Linked DNA regions of Mus musculus: region 1 is linked to region 2. A link is a contact called in public promoter capture Hi-C data. All regions are on one chromosome and are shown on one strand. Each heading gives the region's core, a stretch centred on a gene start, on an enhancer-like site or on the middle of the called end of the contact. The rest is flanking DNA. Distances are from core to core; before and after follow the strand shown.

The links. Promoter capture Hi-C pulls out the DNA fragments that hold promoters and counts their contacts.
Region 1: a contact with region 2 is called in a promoter capture Hi-C map of pre-B cells. The contact joins the promoter of Nfkbiz here to the promoter of Dubr in region 2. A contact is called at or near these places in 3 of 39 promoter capture datasets (cranial neural crest, frontonasal cranial neural crest and pre-B cells).

What each region holds. Positions count from the first base shown.
Region 1 is chr16:55,820,446-55,824,157 of GRCm38.p6, reverse strand. It overlaps Nfkbiz (nuclear factor of kappa light polypeptide gene enhancer in B cells inhibitor, zeta), which reads left to right and starts at 2,020. Exons shown (of 12, transcript NM_001159394.1): 1 at 2,020-2,390. The coding sequence starts at 2,105.
Region 2 is chr16:50,730,762-50,734,322 of GRCm38.p6, reverse strand. Dubr (Dppa2 upstream binding RNA) reads left to right here and starts at 1,550. Exons shown (of 2, transcript NR_028300.1): 1 at 1,550-1,905.

The sequences.
Region 1 (3,712 bases), core at 771-3,270, 5.1 Mb before region 2:
TGGGCCATTGAAACAGTGGGGGGTGGGAAGAACTGCAGGATGTCTGCTAGCGGCCCTCGTGGGCCAGGCAGTCTGCTTCTAGTATAAGCCAGAAAAGAAGTGTTTGTACTAGTCACCTATGACCTTCAGGCGAAGGAAGGGCTGTATTTACACCAATCACAACAGTGTTCCATCTGCAGCAGTTGCAGCAGTCTCTCCTAGACTACCACCAGGGGACAGGCCTTCAATCTGGCCGGAGTGGGAAGGGTTCCTGGGTGGGGGTGGGGGTGGGGGAGAAGTGTGGCTCTGAGGCTGCATCTTCAGAAGCTGGAGTAGTGTTTTAGAAGCTACAGCCGCCATGTAGCTCTCTGGAGTGTTGAATGTGGTTTGACAGTTCTTTTCTCTCAAGGCTGCCTGCGCACAGAACAAGAGCCTAACAGCTAACAATTAGGGGAATCAAATCCCCTCACCTCCCCATATTTGTTTATTTCCAGAAAACAAGCAGCTGTGCGAACGGCAAGGCGTCATTGATATTAATTTTAGCTGTGCTTTTAGTCATGCTCCACACCTGCCTAGCCCTGTAGCACCTGTGGGCTGCCTGCTGCTTACCCCCGTCAGCAATGCTAGATTTGTGGATTCTGCCTAGCAGAGCCATTTACTTACGTAATGATCTAGTTATTTCTACTTACCTCTTTGCCACTATCTCTTCTTCTAGGTCACTTTTTTTTTCCTTCTTCTTAGGCCACTAGGACTCCCCTCAGTCTCATCTTCTCTAAAACTGTTTCATTTCTGCCAGCTTCAGATTCCCTCACGTTAAAGTTCTAGTAACTTCGCTGGTCCCTGTAGGTGCTCCGCTCAGGTTACCTTTCACATTTATGCTATTTTCCCTTTGGCAGTCCTAAAAGGCACTGCGGATTCTTCCCTGACTCCTGGCCTTAATTCTTGGCAGATGATTTTCCTGCAAACGCTTTAGGGCCATCCTTTAGGGCTCATCTCATTCTTTGCGAAGACTTCCCCCTTCTCCCCCTCTCCACAAGAAAGTCTCTTTTTAGGCTGTTCACTGAACTTTGTACCTCTCACGATGTTTAATCATAGTCAGTTTCTTTTCATCGGTGTGTGTATACCTTATCCCCACGTGTTAAGATGTTACTTGAAAATTTAGACTTAATCATTCATTCTTTCTCTCCCTTAAAAATAAACTTCCCTTGACGGTTCGCTAGTTGGATTTGCGGCGGAAGTATAAACATTGAAAAAAGTATTCAAGGTAGAGGCATCAAAATCCCTGTGTTTATCAGGACTAGGTCAAGTTGTGCAGAATAAAACGTTACATAATACGTAAAAAATAATATAAAACATACAAAGAATATACACGCATATATGCGTATTCATCATTTTGCTAGAAGCTTTTTTCTAGTATTGAAGGATACGAAAGGGTAGTCATTGCTGTTTATTCTAATACTGTACTAAAAAAAAAAAAAAGATTGCTTATGGCCCAGATATGAAGTTAGAGAAACTGCAAGAGCTCTGAAATTGAGTCCAGGCCAGAAAGTCCGCGGGCAACCGCTTCCAGGTTTGGAGGCGGGCTAAATGTTGGAGGCAAGGGAGGAGACTGAACTCTGCACGCACCGCTCTGGCTTCCCACTCCCCGAACTGGGCGGACCTGTTCTTGCAGCAGCCCGGGGCTCCCGCTCGCCCCCGGGCATCGCAGCCCCTGCGCAGACAGCGGTTGCCGCGGACCCCGGGCCCCTGGGGATGCGGTGCGTCCAGCGAAGGCCAACCGGGGAAACTTGGAGCTGGCCCCGACGGGGGTTCGGGGCGCGGGTGCTAGCCGGGGTTTCCAGGTGAGCCGCCGGAAAACAACCGGTCGGCCCGGGCGGGGCGGGGCGAGGGCGGAGGGCACATTGCCTCATCCCGGGCATTTTACTGGAAACTAGACACATCCGGAGGCGGGGCGGGAGGCAGCCCAGGCGCCGCCTCACCGGGCGGAGCGCGGAGGAGGAGGTCAGTTCATTTAAATAGCCCGGTCCCCTCCGGGCGCGCACGTACTAGTCGCTCTGCCGCAGCCAACCGCGTAGCCATCCGGTGGCGCAGGTGTCTGGGGACCCCGAGCGCCTAGCCTGGGAGCATGATCGTGGACAAGCTGCTGGACGACAGCCGCGGCGGAGAGGGGCTGCTGGACGCGGCCGGCGACTGCGGCCTCATGACCAGCCCGCTCAACCTGGCTTACTTCTACGGCGCCTCGCCTCCTTCCGCCCCCGGCGCCGGCGACACCGGCTACCTGTCCGCCGTGCCCTCCGCGCCCGGCTCGCCCGGCTCCGACTCCTCCGATTTCTCCTCCACTTCCTCCGTGTCCTCCTGCGGGGCCGTGGAGTCCCGTCCCAGAGGTGGCGCCCGCGCCGAGCGCCCTCAAGGTACCCACCCGCGAGATTCCTTGCCCCTCTATTCGGGGTTCACACGCTGGGAGGATGGGGAGGGACTTCCCTCCACCCCCCCCCCCCCCCATAGTCGAGACGTTAAGCGGCCCCTGTGACTTCCTTAGCGGCCGGACAGACGCGAATAGTCATGAGTGATTAGATGCCTTGTCCTGATTCTGGCACGTTGTCCTTGCCTAGACCTCTGCGGAGTCCAGCGCCCAAGGGACCCTGAGGGCTAGCGCGCTGGCTTCCTGGAAAAGAACTTGAGAGCCTCGGATTCTCTTTTCTTCCATCTCATAACCTTTTCCCTTTTCACTTCTCCCCCGACCTCCGAATTCAAGAACCTCTGAGAAATTATAACACTATTATGAGGTTTTTGGAGCTGATGGAGAGAGATGTAGTTTCCTTCTTGTAACTCTTTCAGTGAGAAGCAGTGGCAGAGGGTAAAGCGTTGGGAACTGGATTTTTAAGACACCCGTATTCCTAATCTATTTGTAGGGATGAATCAAAGAAAACCCACTTTTCGGGACGTAGAGGAAAGCCTGGTTCAGAAAAGTGATTTAGTGTTCTGCGCTTAGTTTACGATGTTGGCGGTTCAGAGGCCTGCTCAGAATTCTGATTTTCTCTGTGTGCTTGAGAATGGAAAAGTTACATCTAGCGAAGCCCTTTCTTTAGCTGCGGGTTGTATGGTTTCCTTTCTTCACGAACCGAGTTGCATAATTTGGGGGGGTGGGGGAGGGAGAAACAGGATGCAGCTGTGGGTAGATTTAAACACCGCCTAAATTTTCTCAGTTGTTGGAGCTTCTCATCGCAATTATTTTAAAGAATGACCCCTTGCTGTTCCTTAACACTGGCTACTCATAAGCTTTGGTTGTCTTTTATTTTTAAAAAGTTATTTTTTGATTTAAAACACTGTGCCTTAAGCCACAGTGTTGCCCACAGCTCCCTGAAAAGCGCGGTGTGCGTGCTTTGACAGCCCTTTCTGAAGTTTGTAGGCCCGTGGACATCTGGCTGAACCCATCGATTGTTTCTAGTTCTTGGTTTACCACACAAGCCATGGGAGATTCCTGAAAGTGCGTTTTCTTCTCCCTATGACGTGGGCATGGAAGTTTTAACTCTTGTCACTCCAGAGGAGTGCTGTTAGAGTCTGGCCATTGGGGTGTTTGTGGGAATTCCTGAACTTGAATAGAAAGGCTATTTAATCATTTTATTTGCCCTCGTCACTGTCTCTATGTCACACTTGTGGCACAGATAGCCAAATTATGCTTTGTTCTCCGTTCGTTTTCCTCTTTATGTTCCAAATATGTTCAATTCATGGA
Region 2 (3,561 bases), core at 301-2,800:
CTGGGAGCTGACACGGGAGCTGATATCACCTCAGGAAGGAAGGACGCTCGCATGGAGACCCTTGGAGCTCTGTCAGGTAAGAAGAGCCAAGCAAGGGCAGTCTGAGCTTTAGTGGATAACGGCTACAATGACATAAAAGCAAGATGTTCTCCGATGACAAGCTCCTGAATCAGCAACAAATTAAACCTAACAGCAAGATATAAAATTACATACAGAAATTATGGTCGTCGTTTGGGGCAACAAGCACTCATGAGGAAGAAGAGATAGGATGAGGCTCTTTTACAGTGCAGATGCAAAAGGGACTACGCTATAAGCAAGACATGTAAGCATCCTATATGGAAAACACTAGAAAGTCTTGTTGAATGTCACAGAACTGGATTTTCAATAAAAGGAAAGATAAATTCCGTTCTCCAATGGGAAAGCACATCAAATTATTCTCCGTTTCTCCAAAAGTATTTTAATGAAGCTATATTCTATTGTTTATATGGGAAAAAATAATGTAAAAGCAAGCCGCAATGAGGCAGGCCTAAGCCCTTTCAGACATTGCAATACGCTGCACAGACTACAATTAAAAAGGATAAATTTCGAATATGACAATATCTAATCAATGTGGAAAAGAAAAATTATATAGATCAGGACTCATGTACAGTGTAGAAATTGACATAGGTGGTATCTCACATCCCTAGAAGTAAAGAGGAAAAGGAATTTTATAAAGTTATCTTGTTAGAATAGGTAGACAGTCATTTGAAAACCGAAAAATCATCTAGGTAAAATTTCCACCAGTCTTACCAATATGCAGAAACAGTCAAATAGAGAGAGTGAAGGATACTCTGGGAGGAGACCCATCCTAGTCAATGTCAAGAAAACAGCAAAGAGGGGGTGGAGAACTGAACTAAATGGAATGAAGACCGATAATTGACATCTAAATGTGTTATGTAATCAACTTAATCCTAGATTTAAATTCTACCAACAAACGATAAAGTAAAAATTGAATATTTTTTGGAACAACTGAGGAAATTAAATCATATTAACTCTATCAGATAGAGGTTACTAAACTTGTTACATTTCTTGACCCCTGCTGTATTTTAAGCCTGTAGTCAAATATGGGCACATACGTAGCAGAATTCGAGTATATTCTTGTTGCTCAGAATCAGGGAGATAAGAGGGGTGGAGATTGAAGCTGCCACCCAGAGACTAGAAATCGGGGATGCTGCAAAATACTAAGTCACTTCACCTTATGGACACATTGTATGATCACCTAGCCCGAATCTCTACCACCACGGGTGCTTGAGAAACCCCGATGGAGAAAAATCGCTTATTCTGAGAAACTAGGTTGAAGCACAGGATCTCGCCGCTTACACAGGTCTAGTATGGATGTTATCTCTGGGGGAAGGTAGACACTGTTCACAACTAATTCAGAATCCAGTGTGTGTTCTTCCGCCCACAGCACCAGCGGCGACTGGTTCCTAGCCGCAGCTCAGCCAGCAGCCAAAGCTAAGCGGTGGGCGTGACCTGCTCTGTGGGAGGAGCCTTAAGGTAGGCGGGACGTGGACCGGCACCGCGCGTGCGTAGAGCTGTCAGCCGCACCCAGGCCGCGCTTCTAGCAAAGTTGCAAAGCAACGGGCAGACCTGTCAGAACGGTGAAGATCCCGGCGATGGAAAAAAGGCGAAACTGCTCCGCGTAGGCTGCTCGGAGTGGCATCGCACCTTGTTCGAGTCCGAAGAAGTTCCCGCTTCTCTAAGCCGGCTGAAGGGATGCGAGTCTCCTCTTGTCCCAACGGGACTGTGTCCTGACACAGAGTGGACTCCGCCCCAAGAGTGCGAGCGTCCTGAGCGTTCAGGGCATCCTGAGCCGCGGAAGGCATCCGGCCACACCCCGCTCTTTACCCGCCAACGCCAGCCCAGGTAAAAAGAAAAAAACTTTACGTGCTTTAAGATTCCTCTGGAGAGTCGCCAATTAGAGAGTTACCAGTTCTGTGACCACCCCACCCCCGCCCCCCAGGAAGAGCGAAATCTGTCACGTACTCATCTTTCACAACCTTGCATAGGAGGAGGAAACACCCACTCACGGCCGCCGGCCTTAAACGCTTGCAGATTTGCGATGGCAGGCAAATCCTTCACTTTCTGGGAGCTGGCGCCGCGTCTCTGGTGCTTGCAGAAAGGATCCAGTTTCTGTAAGGATGCCCAGGCTTCGATTGCACCTGGTTCTGAACACCAGCCCAGGAATCCCACGTACCTGTTTGCGCCTCCTCCCCTGGCCGGTTACCAGTCAAGACCGCCAGGAACCTCTTAGAACAGTAGCCAAACCGGCTAGTCTTTTATTCTGAATCGGTCACTTTCCGTGGCTAGTAAAGTCCAACACTTTGGATAAATTGGCTTAGTGTAAAAAGGTAAACTATTGTGTTTTGATAATGTCTCTTTTGCTGTGATATGTCCAGTGTGATCATTTAAAACATACTGAAAAGTGTATAGAAGAATGTTGAAATTCTACATAATCCCAACAAACTTAAAACAACTTGAAAAGCTTTATGTATGCTTTTAACCCTCTTTTTTTTTCAGTGCTCACTTGGTAAGACCACTTACTGAACAACTAGGTTGTTGAAGCTGTTTAACATTTGTTGAAAAACAGCACAGAAAATAGTATGCCGATTACAAATGCAGTTCAGTACTTAAACAAACATACTCTGGCAACAGTCTAGATGATATAATCTAGTACAAGCCTCCTTCATCGCAGTCCGTAACAAAGAAAGCACACTCATGCTAAATATAGACACTGCCTTAGCATTAAGTATTCTAATTGTTCTTTCTGTCATAATAGTTATCCATCCAATAGTCTGCAGTGCCCTGCTCCTTTCATTCCACACTGTATTTGAGTTTATGCATGCTGTTTCACGCAATTGGGTCGTTTAAAAATATTCTTTTACTCTTATGTTGTGTGGTCTCCAGTGTTTTGGATATACACAAAATATTGTATTAATAATGGTAATAATGAGATATGGTTCAAGCCATACAATTCATCCATTTAAAGTATGTGATTTGGGTTTTTTTTTATATTCACTTTGTGGGACCATAACTATCAGGTCATAGATGCCCTCCAAAGATAGCCCTTATCCCTCAAGCCCCAAACAACCGACAATCTTGCCTATAGACTTGCCTGTTGGGATCATTCTCTAAAAGTCCAATCGTGTAGTAAGCAAATAATGTGTGGCCAATTTCCCTTAGTGATACTGTACATTTATCTCCAGGTTTCGTGTTCTTACAAATAGTGCTCACATGGGTAAATATTAATCTTACCTGTTGTCACATGAATACACCTCTCGATATATATGCCTGTATGTTGAATAGCTCAGACATCTCCTGTGCTTACAGTTAGAGTTACAGTGCGAGCTTTTCATGTGTACTGTTACACTAGCCTGGTCTGATAAGAATTCTCAGTATTCCACCTTCCCCAACATCCGGTGGTTGTATAGTGTTAATTTACAAAAACCTCTGTTAACTGATGGCAGAATCATGCCATTATTAACCACTAATATATCCTCTTTAGTAAAGGGCTCTTCAGCT